Regions from separate parts of the Mus musculus genome. Here region 1 is linked to region 2. A link is a contact called in public Hi-C data. All regions are on one chromosome and are shown on one strand. Each heading gives the region's core, a stretch centred on a gene start, on an enhancer-like site or on the middle of the called end of the contact. The rest is flanking DNA. Distances are from core to core; before and after follow the strand shown.

What was found. Hi-C and Micro-C count contacts between places; a contact is called where the count stands out from the background.
Region 1: a Hi-C map of uterus shows a contact between it and region 2. The contact joins two enhancer-like sites.

Annotation. Positions count from the first base shown.
Region 1 is chr5:74,790,553-74,796,356 of GRCm38.p6, forward strand. No RefSeq gene overlaps it. Among named protein-coding and RNA genes, the nearest start is that of Lnx1, 91 kb to the left of the region's middle. Within about 2 kb of position 3,034, at least 196 of the 459 cell types and tissues checked have an H3K27ac peak or open chromatin away from gene starts, as enhancers often do. A contact at or near this core is called in uterus, where this site is marked.
Region 2 is chr5:73,877,534-73,883,902 of GRCm38.p6, forward strand. No RefSeq gene overlaps it. Among named protein-coding and RNA genes, the nearest start is that of 1700019F05Rik, 32 kb to the right of the region's middle. Within about 2 kb of position 4,763, at least 28 of the 459 cell types and tissues checked have an H3K27ac peak or open chromatin away from gene starts, as enhancers often do. A contact at or near this core is called in uterus, where this site is marked.

The sequences.
Region 1 (5,804 bases), core at 1,784-4,283, 910 kb after region 2:
TCCTATTGGCAGAGACTTCATTCATATCCTGCTCGTACAGGCGCAGATATGGGCATGGGTACAGATGTGGGTGTGGATACAGATACGGCCATGGGTACAGATGTGGGCATGGGTACAGATGTGGGCATGGGTACAGATGTGGGCATGGGTACAGATGTGGGCATGGGTACAGATGTGGGTGTGGATACAGATACGGCCATGGGTACAGATGTGGGCATGGGTACAGATGTGGGCATGGGTACAGATGTGGGCATGGGTACAGATCTAGACATGGGTACAGTTGAGGGCATGGGTGACACATTCTTTTCTGCAGAGGCAGAGTATTCTGTATGAGTATATGAGATGCTGTGTGAGTGTAGCTAAGTTTACTTATCTGTTTCACTTTGGTGGGACATTGAGTTGCTTCCTGTTCCGAGATGCTGAGAGTGAGGCAGTAGCCTCTGCCACCGGCTGAGGCAGTGGGGCGTTCTGACAGTGCTATCCTCTGTGTGTATCCACACATCTGTATTTCCCCCTCCAAGGCACAAAGAGGATCATGGAGCAGGGACTAGAAAGAATGTAAGTCAGAAGATGAGGAAGAGTGCTGCGAAGCCCAATCTTCAGGATGACATGGCCACTGTACTCATAAACTTGTAGCCATGGTTACCTGCCCACTGAGGGCCCATCAGTGGTCCATCATTTGTAAGGGAGGGAGGCCTCCTCATGAGGCCTAGCCTTCCTTGAGGAGTTCTTGGCAGCTAACAGGGTATCAGGGGAGGGGAGGGGAGGGGATTTTCCTCCTGGCCACAGGTAGGTCGTCCAGACTTTAGGAAATAGTATTCCTATCCAAGCTCATGTAAACAATGCTGATTAAAATCAGTAAGTTGTGAGTGGGGACGGGGAGGAAGAACAGAAAAAATGTCAGGAAAGTAGGAGAGGGACTGGGTGGAAGGAATATGGAGTTCAGCAAGAGGGGACAAGAAAGAATGGGGGAGAGTGAATTTAGTCAAAATACATTATATATAGATAGATATAAATATAGATAGCTATAGATATGCATACACATACGTAATTGTCACACACAGACATACAAAGAGTTCATGACAAAATACACAGTACCTACATTATCTGGATTTTTAGAAAGCTACAGTCTTCATGCCCTTGAGAAGGCCTGAAACAAAGAAAATTAGTGTATATTATAATATGTACGGTAACCCACTGTGTCTGCTCTGCCTTCATGGGGTCAATCAAACACAGACAACAATGTTTATGAAAAACAACCGCATCTGTCCTAAACATGTACACTCCTGTTTTCCTGGTCATTTTCCCCTAAGCAATAACTGCAGCTACTCACAGCACTTACATTGATTTGTGTGAAACAAGTAATCAGGAGATTGCGTGGGTTTTATGCAAACACTATCCATCTCACAGAAGGTACTCGAGCATCCTTGCATCTCAGTATCCACTGGGTACTGGAGCCAATCGCAGGAGGACACCAAGAAACAGTCCTGTTTATATGCTTTTCAGGTAAAGACAATTCCAGACCGCAAGGATCAGGTGCAGGTCGTGATTCAGATCTGTGCTCTCAGAATACAGAACAGAATCTTTTGTCTAGCATGCCAGACCTGTCATGAAAGCTGTTCAAGTAAGAGATCGGGCGGGCACTGTGAAGCAGGGGGAGGCTGACAAGTGGCCAGGACACCCGGGGGTCAGGAAGCAACTCCCTGGAGCATAGTCCCTGCGGTACCATCTCCTCTAGCTTCATGGCTACTTACAAGCTATCCTGACCCTAGAAAGGGATCTAAGGAGAAAGCTACTGCGCTGAGCCTAGGAGGCAGCAAACAGCTTTGGGAGAGGAGCCACAACAGCAGGGAAGCAGTGCCAAGAACAACAGGAAGCTCGAAGCCACGCCCCTGCTCGTTGAGCGAGCGCAGGCCTGGAAGCCTGGGTTATTTGCTCCAAAGAGCCTTGAGCAGATGTTACATAAACAAAACCTCCACTGACTCCAATTCTGGGTCTGGCCTAAAATAGCCCCGGGGCTAGACTCTGTCATTCCTAGTGGTTCCCCATGTGTGCAAACTACTGCCCTCATTGAACCATGTTGGTGGACACACTGCAGCCTCCTCAAGGGACAGCTTCCCCTAGGACCAAAAGCAAGGCTCCTTGACTGCCCGTGGTGGCCCAGACACAAGGCGTCCCTCTAAGATCTCTGGTGGCTGCTGGCTCCTCTCTCCAGGAGGCAGGAAGTTGGGGGAGGAATGTTTAAAAAGTCTCCCCCCACCGCTTTCTTCCCCCTCTTCTTTCTCCTCCATCTTCCCTTTTCCCCCTCTCTTCTCCTCTTCCTCCTCTCCATCCTTCCCCTCCCCATCTTTCACCCCTCCTCTTTCCCCACTTCTCTCTCTCCTACTCCTTTGTATAATGTGGAGAAACCCGAAGCAGAAGCAAGCTTTCCAGGTTACCGCGGGTGCAGGCGGTAGTAGAGTTCCTTCTTGGGGCTTTTATTTGCAATTGATTTAAGACTGTCGCTGTGCTCCCGACTGACTTTGTGCTTGTACAAGTTTCCCAGACCTGTTTGGGTTTCAGCTCCTTTGTGCTACATACAGAAAACCAGTCCAGTGTGAACATCTGGAGGCTTGAACATCTGTGCCCCAGCAAGGGGTCACTCCAGCGTTACCACTACTTCAGCATGGGTCCCTGGAAACTGTTAATCATCTTTTTCTCCTTGGCCGCTTGCCTCTCTCTAGAATCTTACAAGCAAATCTTAAAGCAAAGCAAAAAACAATAAAGCAATGTCTATGATTCAAAAATACTGGTGCCAGATACTTGCTATATGTTTAGTACTATAGAAAGTATCCGATGTGTTTCCTTTTGTTTAATTTTCACTGAACAGTCCTATGAAATTTGAAGTTATTACCTCCAGGAGACAGATAATGACAGGTTAGAAAAAATAACGATAGGACTTGCCAGAATTTCTACAGGGGTGGGACAGGGCCCAGAGCTGGCAGGGACTGACTGTGTCAGAGAACATCTGCCAGGCCTCATAGCTCCTCCTCTTGGTTTTCTTTCTGCTCAAAGTCCAAGCTACTCTATCTTTTGCCCTTCTAATTAAACACAGCAACCAGTGTTCATCCTAACATGGTCTCTGAGACCCAATCGGCCAACATGCTATTGACATCAGGAAAAAAAAAAAAAAAAGGTATGACGCATACGGAGGAAGTGTTGAGATTATATTTTTTTTTTCAGTACTTGTACTTTGAAAGAGGTCTTTGTGTTTCTCTGGGTTAGAGCCTCCCAGATGTAGTTGTTAGCCCCGAGCCTAAGTTCTAAGCCCCCTAGAGGAAGGCTGAAACCATATGTAGACAAGAAGAGGCCTATAAGAGGCCAGTACTCAGGCTAGGGCCAGTGCCAGCTGCAGGGAGCAGGGAGGGCTCATGTCACTTGGGAACTCTTAGCTTCCTGAAGATTTTAGTTCTGACCCCAATTGTCTCTTGAGTCTGGGACCCTCAGGGATTTCTGTTCTAGGATGGTACACTCTTCCCCTTAGAACTAAGGCAACTTTACCGTTAGACAGAATCAAATGGCATATATATGGTGGGACTGGGTGGACCTATATGTTAGAACTTTAGGTGCCAGGACCAGAATACCTAAGGGAAACATTTAAATGGGAGGATTCTTTTGGCTCACGGTTTCAAAGGGCTCAGTCCATGGTTACTTGGTTCTGTGGAGAAACGTGGGTCATGGTGGTACCATCATGTATGTCTAACCAGAAAGCAGAAGTGACAAGGGATCTGGGGACTTGTCATAGCTCTCACGAGCATACCCATTTTGACCCACTTCTTCCATATAGGTTCTACTTCCTAAGGCTTCTAGAACCTACCAGAATAGCACTACCAGTTGGGGTCTAAGCCTTCAGTGCATGAACCTCTTTTGGGGGGGGGGGGGCGACACTTCATGCTCAAACTCTCGCATCCTACCTGTATGGAGCTTTTATTCCTTATTCATCCAAACATCCCTAACAGTCCTGAGATATCTGCTATGTGCCGAATTCTAAAATAGTGGCTATGGTCCCTGACTTTCCAGAGCTGGAAATCTAGAGCAGGGGATGAAGAGAAAGCAGCTGTTGCAAAGGCTGGGGCAGATGCAGCAAGGAGTTTTGGAAACACAACTGAAGCTCTGCTTTGGTCTGGGTGCTGAGCACTGGGGTTTATCTGTGTTGTGGCTGAGGGAAGGGGCATGAATATATACACAGTGGTTTCCCAGGAGAGATTGCCCCACGCTCTCTCTTCTCTGGAAACCCCGGGTGCCCAAGATTTGAGCTACGGTACTGAATACTATGCCTGGCCTCCCCCACCGCCCTTTACTCATGTCTCCCCAAGAGAGCAGGCATGATTTATCTGACTGGGGAGTCAGGAGGAGTTCAGAAGGGGAAACTGGGACAGGGTGACTCAGCTGCTTTTCTGGGGTGGGTCACTCCCTTCTGAGCCTGAGTGTAGTTTCTAGAAGATGGCTGTTGCCAGAAGGTGCTGACCATGTAGCTGTGGGAGTGAGTTCAGGATGGGGGAGAGAGAGATTGTACTAAGCCCATTTGGCTACATTCTACAACCTAGCCATCATTAGTATTTCCTGTTTTGGTCTCCTTTTGCCTGATGCTTGTGGTAAGGAAGAAGGTAAGCAGACTCCTTTGAATTGTAACACAGATGACACTTAAGTATGGTTCATAAGTGAATGGTGGGCATGTGGTCACCACTCTGGCCTGACTGACAGGAATGTACATCCCATCTCTAAGACTTGAATGACTGACCTGGAGATCGGTAGGGTCGCCTTGCCCCTCCCCTACCTCTGCAGCTCCCTTCTGCCCTAGCACTGCAGTAACACAACAGGAGAATGCAGGACGAAAGAAATGAGTCTGAATGGTTCTGTTCAGGTGTGGACTGGTTCCACATGGTCACCAGCTTTCTTTGGTCCAAGCCTGGAAGCTCACCTTATCTCTAGAGAAGACTCTCAGGATAGCTGCCTTCCTTCTCTTCTAAGACACCTTCCATTCAGAAGGCTCCTTAGGAAATGTGTTCTGGCTGGCCTGCCTCAGACACCGTTACCCTCTCACACATGTCAGCTTCCCATAGAGGTGAATTTTGGGTTGTATTTGTTCCTAGAAGATGCTGAAACTCTATCATCCTGAACCTCCTGGGTCAGGGCTGCTGCTTCTTTTTCTTCAGTGATGGATGACCTAGAAGCAGAGGGGTAAGGGACCACCCAGAAAGGATTTGCAAAATCCCAGAGAGCCCCCACCGAAACACCCCTAGTGGTCTCATTTCAGACACTTTACTTGACTCATTAATTCTATCAGCCAGTTTCTTAGTTGGTAACTAGTGATTTTTTATAGTTGAATATATATATATTCAACTAAATATATCATATCATATATATATACATATATATGTATATATATATATATGGCACATGCGGTATTAGGTTTCATTATAACATTTAAAAAAATAAGTTCTCATGTGGCTAGATTTGAACTAACAGATATTGGCTGCCCCTGACTCCTGAGTGTTAGGATTAAAAGCCTTCACCACCACGCCTGGCATCATTGTGGCATTGTCAAAACAATTGTTCATGTGTTTTGTTTTGTTTTAAATTTTGTTGTTTCCCTCTTCTTGCCCATTGCCTGACTTCCCTTGCACCCGTCCACCCACTCCCCATAACCCGCTTCTGCTTTTCTGTCTCCTGCCTTCTGCTGCCTTCTGCTCCATCCTTCCTCAGCACCTTCCCCCTGCTTCTCTCCTCTCTTTCATCTACTTTCTATCCACACTCAGCCTCAC
Region 2 (6,369 bases), core at 3,513-6,012:
CATAGAAATATATCATCAAAGCCCAGTATTTAATCTTGAAGCAAGTACTCTATAAGTAGTCAGAACAAGGCAAACATTGTTAACATAGTTAAAATTATCCCACAGACAAGCCTTAATTATGCTCAGAAGTAATGCTTTATGTTCAGTCAAGATAAGTTTAATAGAAGATTAAAAATGTTTTTAATAAAATAGAAAATTAAAAAATTGCCTCGTTACTGGCAAAATGAGAAATGAAAGCTTTAGCAAGGGATAAGAAGATTGATATTTTTAGCGTATAAAAAGGGGGAGTTGAGCATGGTTGTGGTGGTGCACACCTCTAATCTACCAGGACTTGGGAAGCAGAGGCATGTAGATCTCTGTGGGTTCAAGGCCAACCTGATCTACAAACCGAGTTCTAAGATAGCCAGGGTCATTATACAAAGAAAAAGAAAGAGAGGGGCTGGTGAGATGGCTCAGTGGGTAAGAGCACCCGACTGCTCTTCCGAAGGTCAGAAGTTCAAATCCCAGCAACCACATGGTGGCTCACAACCATCCGTAATGAGATCTGACTCCCTCTTCTGGTGTGTCTGAAGACAGCTACAGTGTACTTACATATAATAAATAAATAAATCTTTAAAAAAAAGAGAAAGAGAAAGAGAAAGAGAAAGAGAAAGAGAAAGAGGAAAAGGAAAAGAAAAAGGAAAAGAGGAAGAGGAAGAGGAAAACAAATAAAAAACAAAAACAAAACAAAAACAAAAAAAGACAGACAGATAGATGGATGAATAGGTAGAGAAATAGATAGATAGATAGATAGATAGATAGATAGATAGATAGATAGATAGATAGAAGATAGATAGACAGACTGATATGAAAACAAAAATATAAACGGGACTTGAGAGTTAACCTGTGTTTCATAACTTAGGAAATAGAGATGTAACTATTCTATTTAAAGTTTTAAAGACAAGCAAAAAAGGAAAATAACAACATTGAAACTATGAGAGATGAACGATCAAGCTCTTAGAGCAGCGGGCTAGTCCTACACTGGCTAAAGCATGAAACCAACAGTTTCTAAAACGTGTAAGCAGTGCTGTTATACACTTAGTGATATAGAAGAGCCATCAGAAAAAATAAATAAGAACAGACACTATTAAATGAACTACAAATACATGGAGAGCTAATCCTGGCTAAGTGCTGGTCAAGGGTCATTGCGTTGTGTTCCCAGGGCTGTCTTGATTTCAGAGCCCGGCACACACTGCTTTGGCACGCACTCTGTCTCTTTACTTCTCTTACATTTCACATGTAAATTTCCCTCTCTTTGTGCTTTCTACCATTGGCCTCCACTTCCACTACCACACACAGACTCTCTAATACACAGTTCATCATCTTTCCCACTTCCTTGATCCCTTTACAGCCATCTTTATGTTGCCTGGCCCATGGTAGGATCTAAACACTGTACTGACTGTGAATGTACGAGGGCATGCCTTGGCTATATATGTTCATTTTCTCCCATGAAAAATCTCACCAAAGAAACACATATCTTTTGAGCCATGATTCCACAGCAGAGTGATTTAAAGCTTAGTAACAATATTGGGAAAGGTGAATAAAATTTAATTATGTAGAAAGTACAACAATGACACAATTATGTCAGCAAAAAGTGTTTTTAGTTCAACAAGAAGTCCATATGTCAAATTTTAAACTACTGTTGCTTCAAACATTTGGATCATTGTCTGAAATCTTTAGTTAAAGGGAAAGATTTATACGATAAGAAAAGAAACCAGAGTATCATTGTCTTATCAAATGCAATACATTGTATCTCAAAACAAATGATTTCCAAATTATTTTCATACTTTGAATTTAATTTATATGTCTTGTAACAATGTAGTCAGAGCATAACTTTTTGTTCCATAGTATAGATACAACTAAAGCCACACAGTCTCTGAGAACCTGCGTTCAGAATCTTACCCTCATCATGTAACAGTGGGGGCCGTGATGTAGGTCTCATCTCTCTATGTCTAGCTTTCCTCATCTCTTTTTAAAGACATAGCTATATTGTGTGGGTGAATGATGCTTTATTTTATGTGTATGAGCATGCCTGCGTGTATGTATGTATGTATGCATACCAAGTGCATGCCTGAGGTCAAAGAGAGCACCAGATCCCTGGAACTGGAGTTAGTGATGACTACCGTGTTGGTTCTGGGAACTGAATTCAGCTTCTCTGCAGAAGCAACGCGTGCTCTTCACTGCTAAGCCATCTCTCCGGTCCATCTTCATCTCTTCTTTCTTTTTCTTTTTTAACATTTAGGGTTAAAGATTTATTCTTCCTCACTCCGCTCTTATGTGGCCATTGGATTAATAGAAGGTATTGCGATTCTTTAGTGGATTGACTCAACTGTCACAAGTATCAGTATGCTGGGCTGCCGTAATAAAATACCAAGCAGACCTAATGTTTAAGCAACCAAACTTAGTTTTCTCACAGTTTTAAGTATTGGAAGTCCAGGATCTAGGTGCGAGCTGTATGCATCAGGTGGAGGTTCTCCCAATGTATCGCAAATGGTCAGAGAGCACGGACGCTGAGTGTTTTCTAATAGTTGGATCAGGGTTGTGCCTTTGCGGTTCTCACTTAAGTTTTAATTACTTCATTAGGAAGCTAACCTTCATACACTGGAATTATGGCTTCAGGTCATGAATTCTGGAGAAACGCATTGAGCTCGCAGCAGAGCATATCAAGCAGTTAGCTGGCCTATGTATGTGATCATTAAGTGTGCACTGGGTCTTTTTAAGCCACTTTGTTCATGGATTTGTGTGAAGGGGCTCTCAGACGTAGACTATGATTACCACAGTAAGTAGAAACTATAGGGAACTATGTAAAGACCAGGCATGGCTTCTGCCTGGCTCAAAGAAGGTCCAGGAAACCAACTGGGGAAGGTCCCTCTGCTGTGGGGTCATCACTCAGAATGCTGAGGCACTCTTGCATTGGAAAACCAGCCCTACCCATGTTCCTCGGATCTGTGCCCTAGATATTTATTGCCTCTTCCTAATGCAGTCTTAAATTTGTCTCAGTCTATATATACTAAAACATCAGGAGCTGAAGTAAGGGATGGGTGTTGGGTGATTAAGGAGCACGTGAGGCAGCAAACCTGAATGGAGCAGAGCATTTAACTGTGAGGAGGAAACTAAAGGGAAGGCGGGGCATGTGTAGGCACTGAAGGAGATGGGGATAGAAGAGAATAAGCTGCTTGCAGATGTACCTAGACTGGGAGGACATCTTGCTTGGGTGTCTCCATCTTTCTTTGACTTGGCTTCAACTTTATAGATGAAGAAACTTCATTTTGTCTTCTCTCCAAGAATGGGTCACAGTTTTGAAAGGTCTGGGAGAATAACTGTAATTAATCAGACAGGCTATTTACTTTTAATGATGAATAGGTTGTCCTTATGTCCTGAGTATGACTTCCTTAGGAAGCTAACCTTCATATACTGGAATCACAGCTTCAGGCCATGAATTCTGGAGAAACACACTGAGTTCACAGCAGAGCATATCAGGCAGTTAGCTGGCCTGTGTACTTGACTTTCTGCGACTCTGCTCTCCTGGCACGTCTTGCTGATGGCCTTGAGAAATTCAGATTGCTTTGGGTTGTCAGAGCATTAACTCAGATGATGGGGCAATGCTGTAGAAAGTGACTCACAGAGAACAGTTCTTGCTTCCTCTCTGCTTACCTGGGTTTCCTGCGCTGTTCTTGCTTTGTCTCTCAGGAGGGAAAAAAGGATAACCTAAAAAATGCAGGACACTGAAGCTGTTGAAAAGCTAACTCACTCTCCTAGAGGTCAGACCAGACATGAGATTCCTAAATCAGACTCTACCAAAGACTTTGTAAAGAGAGAACAGAAAGAACTCCTGTATATTTGCATATATGCTACCCAGCAAATATGCTGGTGAGTATTTTTAAATAGTCTACGATATTTAATCTTCACAATAACATCTTCTAATCCTCTAAATTTCAAATGAGGAAATTAAATTCAGAGACATTATTGGTGACCCAGGCAAGACCACACATCTGGTCAGAATTTGAAAGCCGGTCTAACCATGAAATGTAATTGTCGGAGACTTCTGAGAACAAAGATAAATAAATATTAAGAACCCATTGCCATCCTGAGAATTCAGTAGTTGGAGGATGTATAGATGTTAAAGAGTTATTTGAATTCTAACAGATAGATACTGGTAACCAATTCAAATAATTACTGTAGTCTTAAAGTTTCTTTTATTTGAACTGAGATGGAATAGAAACCTCAGTGCTCATAATAGCAAGACATAGGTCAGTTGGGACTTAAAGTTTCTTAATAATGTGGGCTGTGTCCAGTACTAAAACTCAGGGGTGGGACTGACTGAATCAAACTAGATGGCCCCTAATTAAAACCAAATGTAAGTCTTTGACAAACACAATTAGTACAAGTTGCACTCAATAGAAGGACAGATCATCATGGCTGTGTGAGGGCAAACATCTGGATGTGCAGCCGGGTGAGAGGCCGAGCTGAGTCACCCATGTTTGGACAGCTGGATCATATCATATTTAGGGCAATATCTCCTCACCCCTACACTCTTGCTTCCCACCAAACAAAAATAATTTACTTCTCCAAAGCAGCTCCAGGTCACCTGACCCCTGCTGGTACACAGAGTTGAGACCAGAGGCTCCACTTTGTCAGGCTGCTGACCTGCAGTCTGGGGACTACTGGGGTTCCAAAGGAAGCTGGACGCCTTCCAAGTTGCAGCATTCGTGAGGTTTTGGCAGTGACTGTCTCTCTTGGTCTACGAAAGGACAAACACATGTCATCCTGGTGCTGTTCTAATTCTTCCTGCTCTGACTCAGAGAAGCCAGCAAGGTTAGATGACCTGAAGGAGTATCTGTCTTATCGATAAGGTCTTGCCCTGTTGCCCGGGCTGTTAAATCATTTCAGGTCTGACTACTGGAAAGGTGCTTAGCTTACCACCACACCCCAAATGAGGTGGTTCTGTTTTGTTTTGTTTTGTTTTAATTTACAACAATTGAAGCTCCCTGTTTAAAGTGACATTCTAGAATGTCCTTGTTTTCCTTATGCTTTACTTGATCCCTGTTTGTTTAGTTTGTTGCAACAGTAGGAAGTAGGAAAGAGATACAAAGTGTCTTTTTCTGATTGTATATTTCATATACAGGCTTGACTGTGGGGTTGTTTATTAGCGTTTTCAATGTAGTGTTGATCATTATAAAGAGTGAATAGAAATGAATAAAATATCTCATAAGAGACTGATTAAATAAATCATAAATCCATAACTACAAACTATCAAAAACTGAACTTACAGAGAAATCTTGAATAGCATATTAAGTGTTCACAATAAAACTATGAAGACCTCAATGGGAAAAAGGAATGTTCTAGAGAGATAAAATGGAAAGGGGGGATGTTGTGGTGTGGATATGGTTTGCATGTGCCCATCAAGGCTTGGTGTGTTGACATTTCTCCATTATAGATATTGCCTAATAATTACAAGGGCGGTGACTTATTCCAGCTACCTGTTGGGAAGGGTTCTTTGGGAAGAGAATAGAACATCAGCATTACTGGTGCCTTTCTATAGAGGGGAGGTGAGACCAGAAGAGACAGACAGTAATAGATATGCACTCCCTTGTGTTGGGCATGCTCTGCCCTGGGCTTCCTTAGGACTCTGCCAGCAAGGTGACAATCCTGAGATCTGGGCCCTTGAAATTCTAGAATTGTGAACTAAGTAGATGTATCTCTTTATAAGGTTACTGTAGTGGTTTGAGTAGAAATGTCCCCTTTAGGCTCCTAGATTTGATGCTGGTCACCAGAGAGTGGCACTATTAGGATATATGGCCTAGATGGAGGAAGTGTGTCACTTGGGGTGGGCTTTGAGTTTCAAAGACTCAAGCCAGGCCCAGTGTCTTCTCTTCCTGCTGCATGCAAATCTGGATGGAGAACTCTTAGCCACTCTCCTGTGTGCCACCAATGCCCCCCACCATGATGACAATGGACTAAACCTCTCGAGCTGTAAGTCAGCCCCAATTAATTAAATGTTCTCCTTCATAAGAGTTGCGGTGGTCACAGTGTCTCTTCAGAGCAATAGAACCCTGCCTAAGACAATTCTCAGTTCCAGAGCTTTTACAATGATACTGAGCAATGGGATACTAACAGGAGACCCAGAGGAGAGATGGAAAAATCATGAAATGGCAGGCAGAAAAAATTAGATGTGACCAGATATTTTGGTGGGAAGCACTGTTAAGTTCCCAGTAAGAAGCTAAGATATGTGTGTATATATATATATATATATATATATATATATATATATATATATACACATATACGTGTATATATACACACACATATATGTGTATATATACATATATA